Linked DNA regions of Mus musculus: all the other regions are linked to region 4. Evidence: chromatin contacts called from public Hi-C and promoter capture Hi-C data. All regions are on one chromosome and are shown on one strand. The core of a region is the stretch at or near the end of the contact, and the rest is flanking DNA. Distances in the headings are between cores, read along the strand shown. Region 1 holds the start of Man1b1 (mannosidase, alpha, class 1B, member 1). Region 2 holds the start of Tubb4b (tubulin, beta 4B class IVB). Region 3 holds the start of Fut7 (fucosyltransferase 7). Region 4 holds the start of Sec16a (SEC16 homolog A, endoplasmic reticulum export factor).

Region 1 (2,700 bases), core at 6-2,505, 1.1 Mb after region 4:
TTTGGCAGAGTGTGTCCTTAAACACAACATACAACAACCCCCTCAGCCCCGCAACATATCAATTTAATAGTGCCCAAACAGGCAGCTTGACTTGAGCAATCTGAAGCAATGTTTGGGTTTCCAACCTTAAAGCAGCCCAGAAGGAATCCTAGGATCCTCTCAGGATATCCACTGGTCCCAGGCAAACACACTGTACCACGTGGTAGGGACATGTGATTAGTGCTGATCTGCTGCTATAGACTGATGGGGAGGGGAGGGACAGCACTGTTGGCCCAAAGACCTACAGGGTCACCTGTACACCAGTTGGTCATACTGGGCTCCACATTTTCCCCTCTGCTGTATTTATTGCCAATCTGTCACCACATGCCTTGTGGTACTGTTTTATCTGGATTGCAATACTGTATCTGACCTCAGCCTGCATCTCCTCTGCTCGAGCACCACTGGTATTTCATACCTTTCCACTGGTCAGCCGTATGAAGAGAGTACAGGAATCCACAGAGAATCAGAAAGCCCAAGACGAAGAGAATCACATTCCGCTGTAGCCTCGAAAGCTGCTTCCATTTCTAAGAAAGAGCCGGGAAAATGACACTTGTCACAGATTCGGTTAAAAGAGCAATTCAGAGAGACCCTTATGTAAGGCTTGTCCTTACTTGAGGGCAGGTAAGTTCCCTCTCAGCAAAGTTTACATTGACAGAACAGTGCTAGAGGTGACAGAGCACACCATCCCATACATGGCACAAGATCTGTACACCATGTGTCCAGCTGCACGTGCACTGGAGAAAAACTCCTGAAATCCCCATGACTTGGCTCAGGCATCGTCGGACCATACGGGCTGTGCTCATTGCCCCCTCAGCTCAGGATCCCCAGGGCACCTGACATTAGGCAGGGGAAGCAACCACACCGAAACCCAAGCTGCGAGAACCAGACGCAGCACAGAAACTTCTGGACGCTGGAAGAGACACGAACGCTCCAGCTAGGTACTTCCCTCGGTAAGGCTTCCCCAGCCCGGACCCCGCCTCACCCTCCAGCATGAGCGCCGCCGCCGGCTCTTGCTGTTGTCGTAGCTCTCGCCCAGGCTCAGCGTCACCGAGATGAAGTCCCGGTGAGGCGCCGGCGGCGGCGCCGGCGGTGGGTACATAACTGCGAAGCCGGCCCAAAAGACCTCGCTTGCTGGAGGCGTCAGGAAGCCCAAGACTGAGAAAGACCGCGGGCTGCCATAACGAAGGCATCCACACCCCGCCCATCGCCCTAAACACCAGTGCGCACGCGCCGCGTCTTATCGGTCGTTGCGCAAGCTCAGAACCCTAGTCTAAGCACCGCGCCTGCGTACACCCTTGTGCTGGTATTTCCTGGCGGGTCACTGGCGTCACGATACCCGCCCCTGTGCCGTTGACGTTATTTCATCGCGTCCTTACGTCGCTGAATCGCGCGCATCCGCTCCATTGCAGGCGTCCTGCAGACTCCCTGTTGGGGGCGGACTGACTACGGTTTGGAGAAGTGTTCTTTGTTGCAGTTACGTCTGGCTTGAGTTGTGGACTATCACCCTTGCCGGAGTCCTGCGCTCGATCTCGGGGAGCGGGCATCACCCTGGCGCGCCTGGAGGTGAAACGCAAAACTCCTGACCGGAGGAAGGGACGGCCCTGCTGAGGCTGAGTCCTGGGGTGGCTCTGCGCCCTGAGGCCGCGGCCTGGCCTTTCTAGTCGCTCCGGCCTGGGAGCGACCCTTTCTGCGACCATTCCGCTCCTAGCCCTACCTACGTACTCGGCAACGGGTTTAAAACGACCTCACTTTTCCGTGCGCGTGGTTCCCTCGAGGAAAACATGCAAAACGACAAAACTGCCCACTGTCCGGTGGGTGAAACTGCTGCTTCCCAACTTACTTGTGGTATTTCTGAGCATTTGGAGAGTTCCCTACGTTGCGATCATTTAGTTTGAATCTCCTACAGAAGACCTACCTGATCCCGCGCCCCTTCCCTACATTTTTTTTTTTTTTTTTTTGTGGGGTTGGGGGAGGTTCGAGACAGGGTTTCTCTGTATAGCCCTGGCTGTCCTGGAACTCACTCTGTAGACCAGGCTGGCCTCAAACTCAGAAATCCGCCTGCCTCTGCCTCCCGAGTGCTGGGGTTAAAGGCGTTCGCCACCACACCCGGCCCCTTCCCTACTTTTAAGTCCTCACAGATCGCTATTACAATAGTGCTCTCAAATGTAGGTTTTCGGAACCATGGCAGATGGTGCAATGACTTTGAGGTCTGCATATCTTCCAAAATGAAGGCGGAGTTCTTGTTGGCTATTCACGCCAACTCAAGCCAGGTCTACACATTCCCACGTTCTGCTACTGCTTATGACCATGAGGTGGCAGTTGGCATACCAAAGGGCTAGTTAGAGCTCTACGTTAAAAAAAAAAATAAACCTTTGAGGGAAGAAATAGGAAGAGTTTGTTAGACCAAAACAAAATCTGGAGCTGAAAATCTTCCAATTCAAGCCAGGCAAGAATGATAAGCCACTGTGGGACAAATCCTTGTCCAAGTTCAGAATCTAGCGACATTGAAGGTCTTGAAGGGGTTGAAAGAGGAAAACCAAGTCAGCCACAGAGAGCAATGATGAAGTAACCTTGCCCTTCTCATAATTAAAGCAAAGCAACACCTGTCTGTGCCCATATACAGACTCTTAACACTGCAGAGGTAAGGAAGTTACATAGTTC
Region 2 (2,700 bases), core at 108-2,607, 1.2 Mb after region 4:
CAACAGGGATTGCCTAACACCCTTAGTTTTGAAGGTAGTTCATTCCAAAAGCCAGAAGTGGCTAGACTGAGACAGACCCATTGTATAATATTCCTTTAAAAAGTTACACATCAGACATGAAGACTAAGAACTGTAGTCCTTGCATTCTGGAGGCTAAGGCAGAATTCCAGGTTACAGGCCAGACGACTCTGTCTCATAAGCAATGGCGTAGAGAAATTACCAACTAGACCATTTTGTGGGCAGAAAGATATTGGGGATCAAAATGCCAAGGTGGGGGGAGCAAATGGAGAAAAAGGATTGTTTCAGAACTACTTGCCTTCGAGAGGTAGCTGACTTGGGAGGGAAGGTTAAAGTTAAGGTGAACAGAAATCACTTTAAGAGACCTGCTCTTCTGGTAAACAGAAACTTTTAAGCTTGTTTACCTGGTCAAGTCCTGTTTAGGACAATGTCAGCACTACCATTTTGGGGGTAGGGGTGCTTTGGACCTGACCCTGAAAAAAAAAAAAAGAAATATGTACATGTATTGCTCTCCATTACAGGACAGGGACTTGCACACGTTTGTTTGTTTGTTTTTCCCTCTAACAGTCATGGCCAGGCATGCCCAGCCCTGTAGTCTCCATGCAGCTCTGTGCGCACTTGGAACTCAGGCTCCAAGGAAACCGGCTCTTGGCCAGCAAGTTTCCACAACATCTAGGGAGGCCGAAGGGGCGGAGGGATGGCCCTCCCAGGGGTGGGGTGGGGAGGGGAAGAGAGAAGGGGGGGGGGGAGAGGGGAGGGGGGAGAGAGAGAGAGACAGATAGAGACAGAGGACCCCGCGCCTGCCCAGTGCGTCCCGGAAGGGCCCGGCGCCTCATCCAGAGCCTATTATTGTTAGCGTTTCAATTCGCCTCAGCTTGAGGCTTGCAAGGTGTGTTCCGGATCGACAATGCCTGCCCGCGTCTCCTTTCTCTCCCCGCAGCAGCTGCCAGACCTACCAAGCCGCCCGAGCCCACAAAGCTCTGAAAAGTCGCCCCCTCCCTTTCAGCCGGAAGCTGGCTTTCCACGTCCCACCCGCGCGCTGCACTGCGGCGGTTACCAGGACGCCAAAACAGCGCAGCCAATAGTGTCAGGCTCTCGGAGTGCTCCCAGGAGGCAGCCAATGGAAGTGCAAATCAATCATTTGAAACACCCAATGGATTGAGCACTGCGGCGCCAGGGCGGGGATTGTGATAGGGGGAGCCGTAGGCAAGCGTGACCAATAATGAGAGTATATTGTTGGGAAGGCGGGCCCCAGACCGCTCGATTGACGGAAATGTAGCCAATCAGACAAGGATAATTCGTGGCCTCGTTCTGAAAGCCCAATCCTGTGCTGACGAGGGCGGGTCATAAGAGGTATATAAATGTTGGCAGAGCGTCGGTTGTAGCACTCTGTGCGCCTGCTCCTCCCGAAGTGCTCCTCTTCTACAGCTGTTCCGCAGTCGCCGCCGCCATGAGGGAGATCGTGCACCTGCAGGCTGGGCAGTGCGGCAACCAGATTGGCGCCAAGGTAGGAGGCTAGGTTTCTGCGAGCCAGACGCCACTGGGACAGCCAGCCGGGGAAGATGGCGGAAGCGGCCCGGAGCGTCGCCCTTCATTGCGTCCTGGATACCGGCGTACGCTGGGCCGAGACGTAGCGCCGGTGGCTGGTGTCGGTGGGGCGGACGGTGCGCGGCCCTTAGGGATTCGTCGCCCTGGCGCTCCTGAGACTGGAGGGAGGGGGAGGGCCTGCCGCACCCATCCGGGGCGGGGCTGCCTTGGAGCGCACCGGCCGGCCGGCGTGACTCAGCTAACGCCCGACTCCCTTGCAGTTCTGGGAGGTAATCAGCGACGAGCATGGCATTGATCCCACTGGCACTTACCACGGAGATAGCGACCTCCAGCTGGAGCGCATCAACGTGTACTACAACGAAGCCACCGGTAAGGCTCCTCTACCCCATCCATCCTCCTCACCACCCTTCCAGTTTGAGCACACTTGACGTCCCCCTGTCCCAACCAGGTGGCAAGTATGTGCCCCGCGCCGTGCTCGTGGACTTGGAGCCCGGCACCATGGACTCGGTGCGTTCAGGGCCCTTCGGGCAGATCTTCAGACCTGATAACTTCGTCTTTGGTGAGTGTGGTGGAGGTGTGGACGGGCTTGCTACCCATGAGGCTCAAAGGTCAAGGGGCTGACCTAAAGTTCTTCCTTAATAGCCACCAGGTGTACACTTTCTTGCCCTCTGAGTCACTCAATCCCTTGGCCGAAAGCAGCTTTAGGAGGAAGGTCCAACTGACTGCGGGTAGATTAGTTGCTAGTAGAGAGTATGAGAAGACCTGACCTAGTGGCAGGGGCCCTGTACTCTCCTTGAACATTGGCAGGGGTGCCTTTGGAAGTATTTACTGTCTTAGCTCTAGTGTGTTCTGTACATCTCCGTCTGGTCTCCCCCACCCCCCATCCCCAATCTATGTATCCCTGCCTGGCCTCTTTAACTGTAGACCAGGCTGACCTTAAACTCAGAACTACCTGCCTACCAAGTGCTGGGATTAAAAGCTTGTGCCATTATGCACAGCACCCCCTCTCCCCTTTTTTTTAACATGGCAGATTGTTTTGGGTCTGTACACTTTATTCAGTGTCACCTCATGTCATTTGGCCCCTTGGGCACATACTTAGTGTGACCTACTGTTTTCTCTTACAGGTCAGAGTGG
Region 3 (2,700 bases), core at 14-2,513, 1.0 Mb after region 4:
GACAAGGCCCCCTTCCCAACCATGCTGGTCCCTAGAAATGACCAGCTAGGCATATGGAGAAAGAGGAGGAAGAGGAGAAGGAGGAAGAGGAGGAGGAGGAGGCCTGCTTGCCTTCAGGAAAAGGAAAGGCCCTTGCGAGCACTCTGAGCAGAAGTGATCCCTTCCCCCAATGAGCACCTCCGTCCTCTGCCCACCACACAACCCCAGGCCACCCAAAGAGAGCAACTGCATTTTCCCAGGAGGCCACAGAGGCCCCTCCCTGTAATGATGATACCCACTTCCTCCAATCCCTCATTAAGCTGGACCTGTGCTCCCAGATCCTCGGGCATCACAAAATGCTGTTCTGCCACCTCTAGAAAAATGCCTTGTTCTCAGAATTGTCATCCTCAGAAAAGGGCCCCATCACAGTCTGATGGAGCGTCAGCACTTGCCCTGAAGGGCAGACCCAGGAGCTACCTGCAGTGGACTGGGGGGCGGGGGGGAGGGTGCCCTGGGGATTCTTATCTTTCCCTGCCAAGACCTGTGAGCATACAAACCTTGAACTGTAGGTTCAGCCCAAGGTCCAGGGCTGGAAGAGTTGCAGGTTGCTTCCTTCCTGCTCTCCCAGGAGGGGGCTTTCCAGTCTGGAAAGGGAAGGAGTCTGTGTGTCCCTGGCGTGGACAGGCAGGCTGGTGGGCAGGGGGTTGGCATCCACTCCAGAAACAGGAAAGCTAGTCCCAGCCTCAGGTCCAGGCTTGTTTGATTCCCCTCCAGCAGGCTCTGGTGGGCAAAGCTATAGCTTGTAGCCAAGGTTCCTCTCCATCTCACCAAGCCTTCCAATCTGGGGATGCAATGACCCAGCCCAGACCAGGGTAGGGTGGCCCAGCAGGGTCACTCAGAGCTTCAGCCTATACAAAGCTTTTAGCTAAGCTTCCTCCATCCCCACCAGATCCCCCACTCTGCTGAGCCAGACACTATGGAGCCCTGTATGGAGAATAGCAGGCCTGGCTTGTCCATGTCCCAGAGCTCCAGACTGGGAGTTTTGAATGGGAGGACAGTGTTGGCCAGATCGTCCCCAGCATCCCTTTGGGGATCACTTCCTACACTTCGCTCTGCCCGACCCGACCCTATGTCACTCCTGTGCTTCTAGGATTCCTGCCCCCACCCCCACCGCCAGCCATAGTCTCACGTGACAAGGCTGCTGTTGAGACAGGTACCAAGAAACTGACAGCAGTGCCATGGCCAGGGCAGAGGCGAGTGCAGGCTGATTGGCACCTCAGAAGTGCCCTGCCCATCCCCTCGCAGGGTATAACTTCCAGATTGTGGTGGAGAGCTTGCGCAATGCCTAAAGGGGAAGGGAGGGTATGGGTGCCATCAGAAACTATCTAGCTGGTTTGAGGTATAACGTAAGGTGGGCACGAGGTGGGCAGCGGTACCCTTGCTTTTTCAGTTACTCTGTGCTTAGTAAGATAACCATAGTGATATCTGCCCCTTTGTTTCCGCCCCGGCATCTTTCTTCACCTCTCCCCAAGCTGGTGACCCCAGGAGAGTCACATTTTGGCTTCAGAGTTCACTTCACCCCGCCCCACCTCTTCTCTCGTGTCAGGAACCCAGAAGGCTGTGGGGGACCTGCAGGAAGGGGGCCATCCTGCCAGCTTGGGGCCACAGGCTTCTGGCTGCCAGAGCCTGCTGTCCTTCCTGTTTGTGCCGCCAGGCTGGCTGGGGCCTTTGCCCCAGCCTCACCCACGCCCACATGCTCTTCCCTTCCTGGGTGGATTTGAAGGAACCTCCCCCACATCTGCCTTGCTGTTATACTGACCCCCTCCCCATGCCAGCTCAGTTTGGAGGAGGGTCCCACAGGGTCTGTTAACTGTAGGGCACCTGACCATGAGAACTTGCCAACTGAGGAGTCAGTTCGGAAATTTAGCTCAGAAATGGGGTCAGGATGGAAAAGGGGGTGGGGGGAATGTGAGACATCATGAGTCAAAGGGAAAGCCAGGGGACCTCAACATACCACCTCACCTCACCAGGCCTCCTCACTCACAAGGGCACCCAAACCCAGCTTTACATCTGGGGTTCCAGGATCAGGATCACACATTCTATTCTACCCAGCCTAAGAGACCTTGTGGACCCTCGTCCAACCAGAGCAGGGTAGGTACCACAAGACACACACACAGAGAGAGAGAGAGAGAGAGAGAGAGAGAGAGAGAGAGAGAGAGAGAGAGAGAGAGAGAGAGAGAGAGAGAGAGAGAGAGAGAGAGAGAACACCTGGGGCAGCAGGATTTTAAGGAAAGTGCCTGCTTAGCCTGCCTGATCTGGACCCACTCCCCACCCCACCCCCCATCCCCCAAGACTGGTCAGATGTGTGTCTAGAGGTCCCCCTGGTGGCCATTCTCCAGAATCACTTGATCCTGCTAAGAAAGGCACTAACCCACTAACAGTGGGGACTTAGGGCTCTAGGAACCCTCAGGCAAGGCTTGTCTTTGGAGAAGCATAGAGACAGAGCTTTGTAGGCTTGCCGGCAGTAAAGGGGACACCTAGGTGAAGGAGCACGCTGCTGAGGGGTAACATGGCAGCAGGTTGGCAGGGGAAAGGTGTGGTCTCCGTAGTCTAGTCTCTCCTTTCCCATACTCTCTCATCAAGCCTGTCCTTATACTTGTCTGGGTGCTGTTGTTTGATGAGCTACATATCTACCAAGAGCTGGTTCTCTAGGGACTCATG
Region 4 (2,700 bases), core at 95-2,594:
GAGGCCTTGCTATTATTTAGCTCTAGCCATCCTAGGGTTGGGGTTGCTGCTTCTTTTTAGGGACTTAAAGTTGAGTCTACCATGTGTTCAGAAAGAGTTTGGAAACCTGGCTCTCTAAAGATAAATGTTAGCTTTACAGAGTGACCCACAGTGCCACGTCAGAGGACATGAAGCTGGCCCTCAGTTCTCCCGGCTATGCTTGCGTGTCTGAGCGCTGGCCAGCTCCACCACACTCCCTCCTTCCCTGCCTCTGGGTTCGCCACTGACCAGGCGGCTTCGCAGGGGCACCGCCTTCTCACGCTCTCTGGAGTACAGGTGAGGGAGCCAGGCCTGGTCACTTCCCCGATGACAGCACCCACCTTTTCCGGAGAGCCTCTGCTCCGACAGACAGACCTGCTGACATCCCTGGTCTAAGTCCAGCGTTCCGCCGTGGGCTTTAGGCCGCGCCCTGCCGGGAGGAGTCGCAATGGAGTTTGAAGGACTTGGCCTCCAGGCTCTGGCTTCTCTCCTCTAGCAAAGGTTGGAGGGGAATGGGGGTGGTGGTGGTGAGAGTTCCTACTAGCACCAGGAAAGGCATTTGCTTAATCACGCGAACTGCGCCGGGCAGGCTCCAGCAAAGAGCCGTAGCCAAGCAACGGGTACAGCTCCGCGCACGCGCCTGTCCAGCCCGCAGAAGTCGACCGCCTAGCTACTCGAGCAGGGTGGCGCACGCGTAGTCGCCCCCGCCGGCAACCAAGAGAACCCAACGGAAAAATGGGGAGGGGGCAAGCGAGAGGGCCCGCTGGGGCTCTGGACTCAGCGGAACTTCTGGCTTTGGTTTTTCAAGACTGATTCTCCCCGGGGATCTGGATTGAAGAATCCTGTCCAGTCAAATCCTAGAACAGGAAGACTGTAGGACAGAACCAGCGTAACCAGGGCGACGTGAAGAGGCGGGGCCCGCGCTCCTGGCTCCGCAAGTGGGTGAGGGCGGGGCCACGGGGGTGGAGCTGTAAGTGACTGACGCAAGAGGGGCGGGCCTATGGGTGGGACGAAGAGATGAGGCGGCAAAAGACTGGAGACGAACGAAAGGCGGAGTCAAAAGGGACACTACGAAAGGCTCTTAAGGGGAATGGGCGGGGCAGCTCCTGGGGGGCGGAACAAAAGGATGAAGCAGTGCAAAACTGGACGGGAGAGGGGGCGGAGCCCAAGGGGGCGTGGTATGATTGACGCGCCGAAGACGTGTACGGAGCGCGGCCAAGAGGGCCGGGCAGGGGGGGCGGGGCAATGGGTGAAGCAGCGAAAGACTGGAAGAAGCAAGAGGAGGGGCAATTAAGGGGCGGGGCGCGCTGACGTCTCCTTCGGACACGTCGGCGGCGGCACCTGGAGCCGGATGTGCCAAGATGGCTGCGGCTGCTGCTGGGAACGCGCTAGTTCCCCCTACTGCCGCCGCCGTCGCCGGCTGGGTTTCAGTTCGCGGCGCCTGAGAAGCCAACCACAGCTCACAGGGTGAGGGCTGAGTGTATGGAGCACGGTGGAGGCCCGAGGGTGGGCGAGGCTGCGGAGGCCAAGCAGGCTCAGTGAGCATCGGGCCTAGCCCGGAGTGGCGAGCGCATTTAAAGAGACACAGTCAGGCCTGGGGAGAACGACAGTACCGGGCCGCCTGGTGCTGAGACACCGGACAGGTTACGGGCCGTGTCGCCTTGGTGGGTTGTCTAAGGGGCTCGTGGTTTCCCAGACCTGACGGGAGACAGATACCTGGTCAGGGCTTCGGGAACTGGTTGGCCGCTGGGGAAGGTGTGTTAACATGGCCAGACTGTGACACCTCCGAGGAAGCCCGCAACTCATTTAAAACGAAGAAAGTGCAGGAAATTGCCAAGCTTGACTTTTGCTGGGTTCTGAAGATATTTGATTCTCGTTGGCTCGAAGACTTCCTCAGAAGTTGATGATCATGGGACACATTTTCATTTGAAACAGGGAGTAGCAGCGTTTATTTGTAATCTCTTGGCCGGCGGAGCAGGATGTCGCAAGGGAGGTCGTGATTTGTTTTTTACCAAGGTGTAGAAAAATGTCGGCTTGGCTGTGGAGCGTCCTGTAGATAACTCTGGCTGTTGTGCTTACACAGGTTTTTAAATGGCATGTAGGATGGTCGCGCACTGAAGGAAAGATTTCCTTTCAAAAGTGTTGACTAGAGGCGTTTTCCATTCTGAGTTTGGCAGTAAGAAACAGCAGACTCACAGATTACTGTTCCTTCAGGTCCTTTTGCAAGGTGCAGCACAGTGCAGCTTCCTTACACGTTGTCCACGTTCCCTTCCTAGGGTTTCAGTGCTCATGTCTTGCAGATTTTGGTATCCCGTCTTGCTTTTATAAGCAAACATGAATGTCCATGTTTCCTGTGTGTCTTCCTCACATAGTGTATAGCTTTTTCTCTTCTGCAAATGCCTTCTTCAACATTTAAAGGGTTCCGGCTCAGATTTTGACTTAGAAGGGAGGTGTTTATCTTGTCTGTCTGATAAGAGTATCACAGACAGTCACCATGGGGGAGATTGTTGGCGAGTGGAGCTCACTAATGTTCTTGGGTTCCCCTGTGTTCTACAGTTTACAGCTGTTAAGGCTGGCAGTGAAAGGATCAGGGGATGTTTAAAATACCTCAGTCACATAGAGTCATACTTAAAATGTCTTGTGTAAGTATGTATAGAGATGTGAGGTAGTTGAGCTACAGAG

The links. Promoter capture Hi-C pulls out the DNA fragments that hold promoters and counts their contacts. Hi-C and Micro-C count contacts between places; a contact is called where the count stands out from the background.
Region 1: a contact with region 4 is called in a Hi-C map of regulatory T cells, with 8 times the contacts expected there. The contact joins the promoter of Man1b1 here to the promoter of Sec16a in region 4. A contact is called at or near these places in 2 of 39 promoter capture datasets (erythroid cells and liver) and 1 of 484 Hi-C or Micro-C datasets (regulatory T cells).
Region 2: a contact with region 4 is called in a promoter capture Hi-C map of pre-B cells, with 6 times the contacts expected there. The contact joins the promoter of Tubb4b here to the promoter of Sec16a in region 4. A contact is called at or near these places in 5 of 39 promoter capture datasets (erythroid cells, fetal liver, hippocampal neurons and 2 more), 1 of 484 Hi-C or Micro-C datasets (B cells) and 1 of 115 datasets of contacts at active chromatin or transcription factors (pancreatic cancer cells).
Region 3: a promoter capture Hi-C map of liver shows a contact between it and region 4, with 4 times the contacts expected there. The contact joins the promoter of Fut7 here to the promoter of Sec16a in region 4.

Annotation. Positions count from the first base shown.
Region 1 is chr2:25,331,298-25,333,997 of GRCm38.p6, reverse strand. It overlaps Man1b1 (mannosidase, alpha, class 1B, member 1), which reads right to left and starts at 1,255. Exons shown (of 13, transcript NM_001029983.2): 1 at 1,022-1,255; 2 at 455-563. The coding sequence starts at 1,138. AA543186 (expressed sequence AA543186) reads left to right here and starts at 1,427. Exons shown (of 2, transcript NR_027448.1): 1 at 1,427-1,850.
Region 2 is chr2:25,223,359-25,226,058 of GRCm38.p6, reverse strand. Tubb4b (tubulin, beta 4B class IVB) reads left to right here and starts at 1,357. Exons shown (of 4, transcript NM_146116.2): 1 at 1,357-1,525; 2 at 1,827-1,935; 3 at 2,015-2,125; 4 at 2,691-2,700. The coding sequence starts at 1,469.
Region 3 is chr2:25,421,805-25,424,504 of GRCm38.p6, reverse strand. Fut7 (fucosyltransferase 7) reads right to left here and starts at 1,263. Exons shown (of 4, transcript NM_001289453.1): 1 at 1,169-1,263; 2 at 537-759.
Region 4 is chr2:26,443,860-26,446,559 of GRCm38.p6, reverse strand. Sec16a (SEC16 homolog A, endoplasmic reticulum export factor) reads left to right here and starts at 1,344. Exons shown (of 30, transcript NM_153125.2): 1 at 1,344-1,485. 0610009E02Rik (RIKEN cDNA 0610009E02 gene) reads right to left here and starts at 636. Exons shown (of 3, transcript NR_152209.1): 1 at 360-636.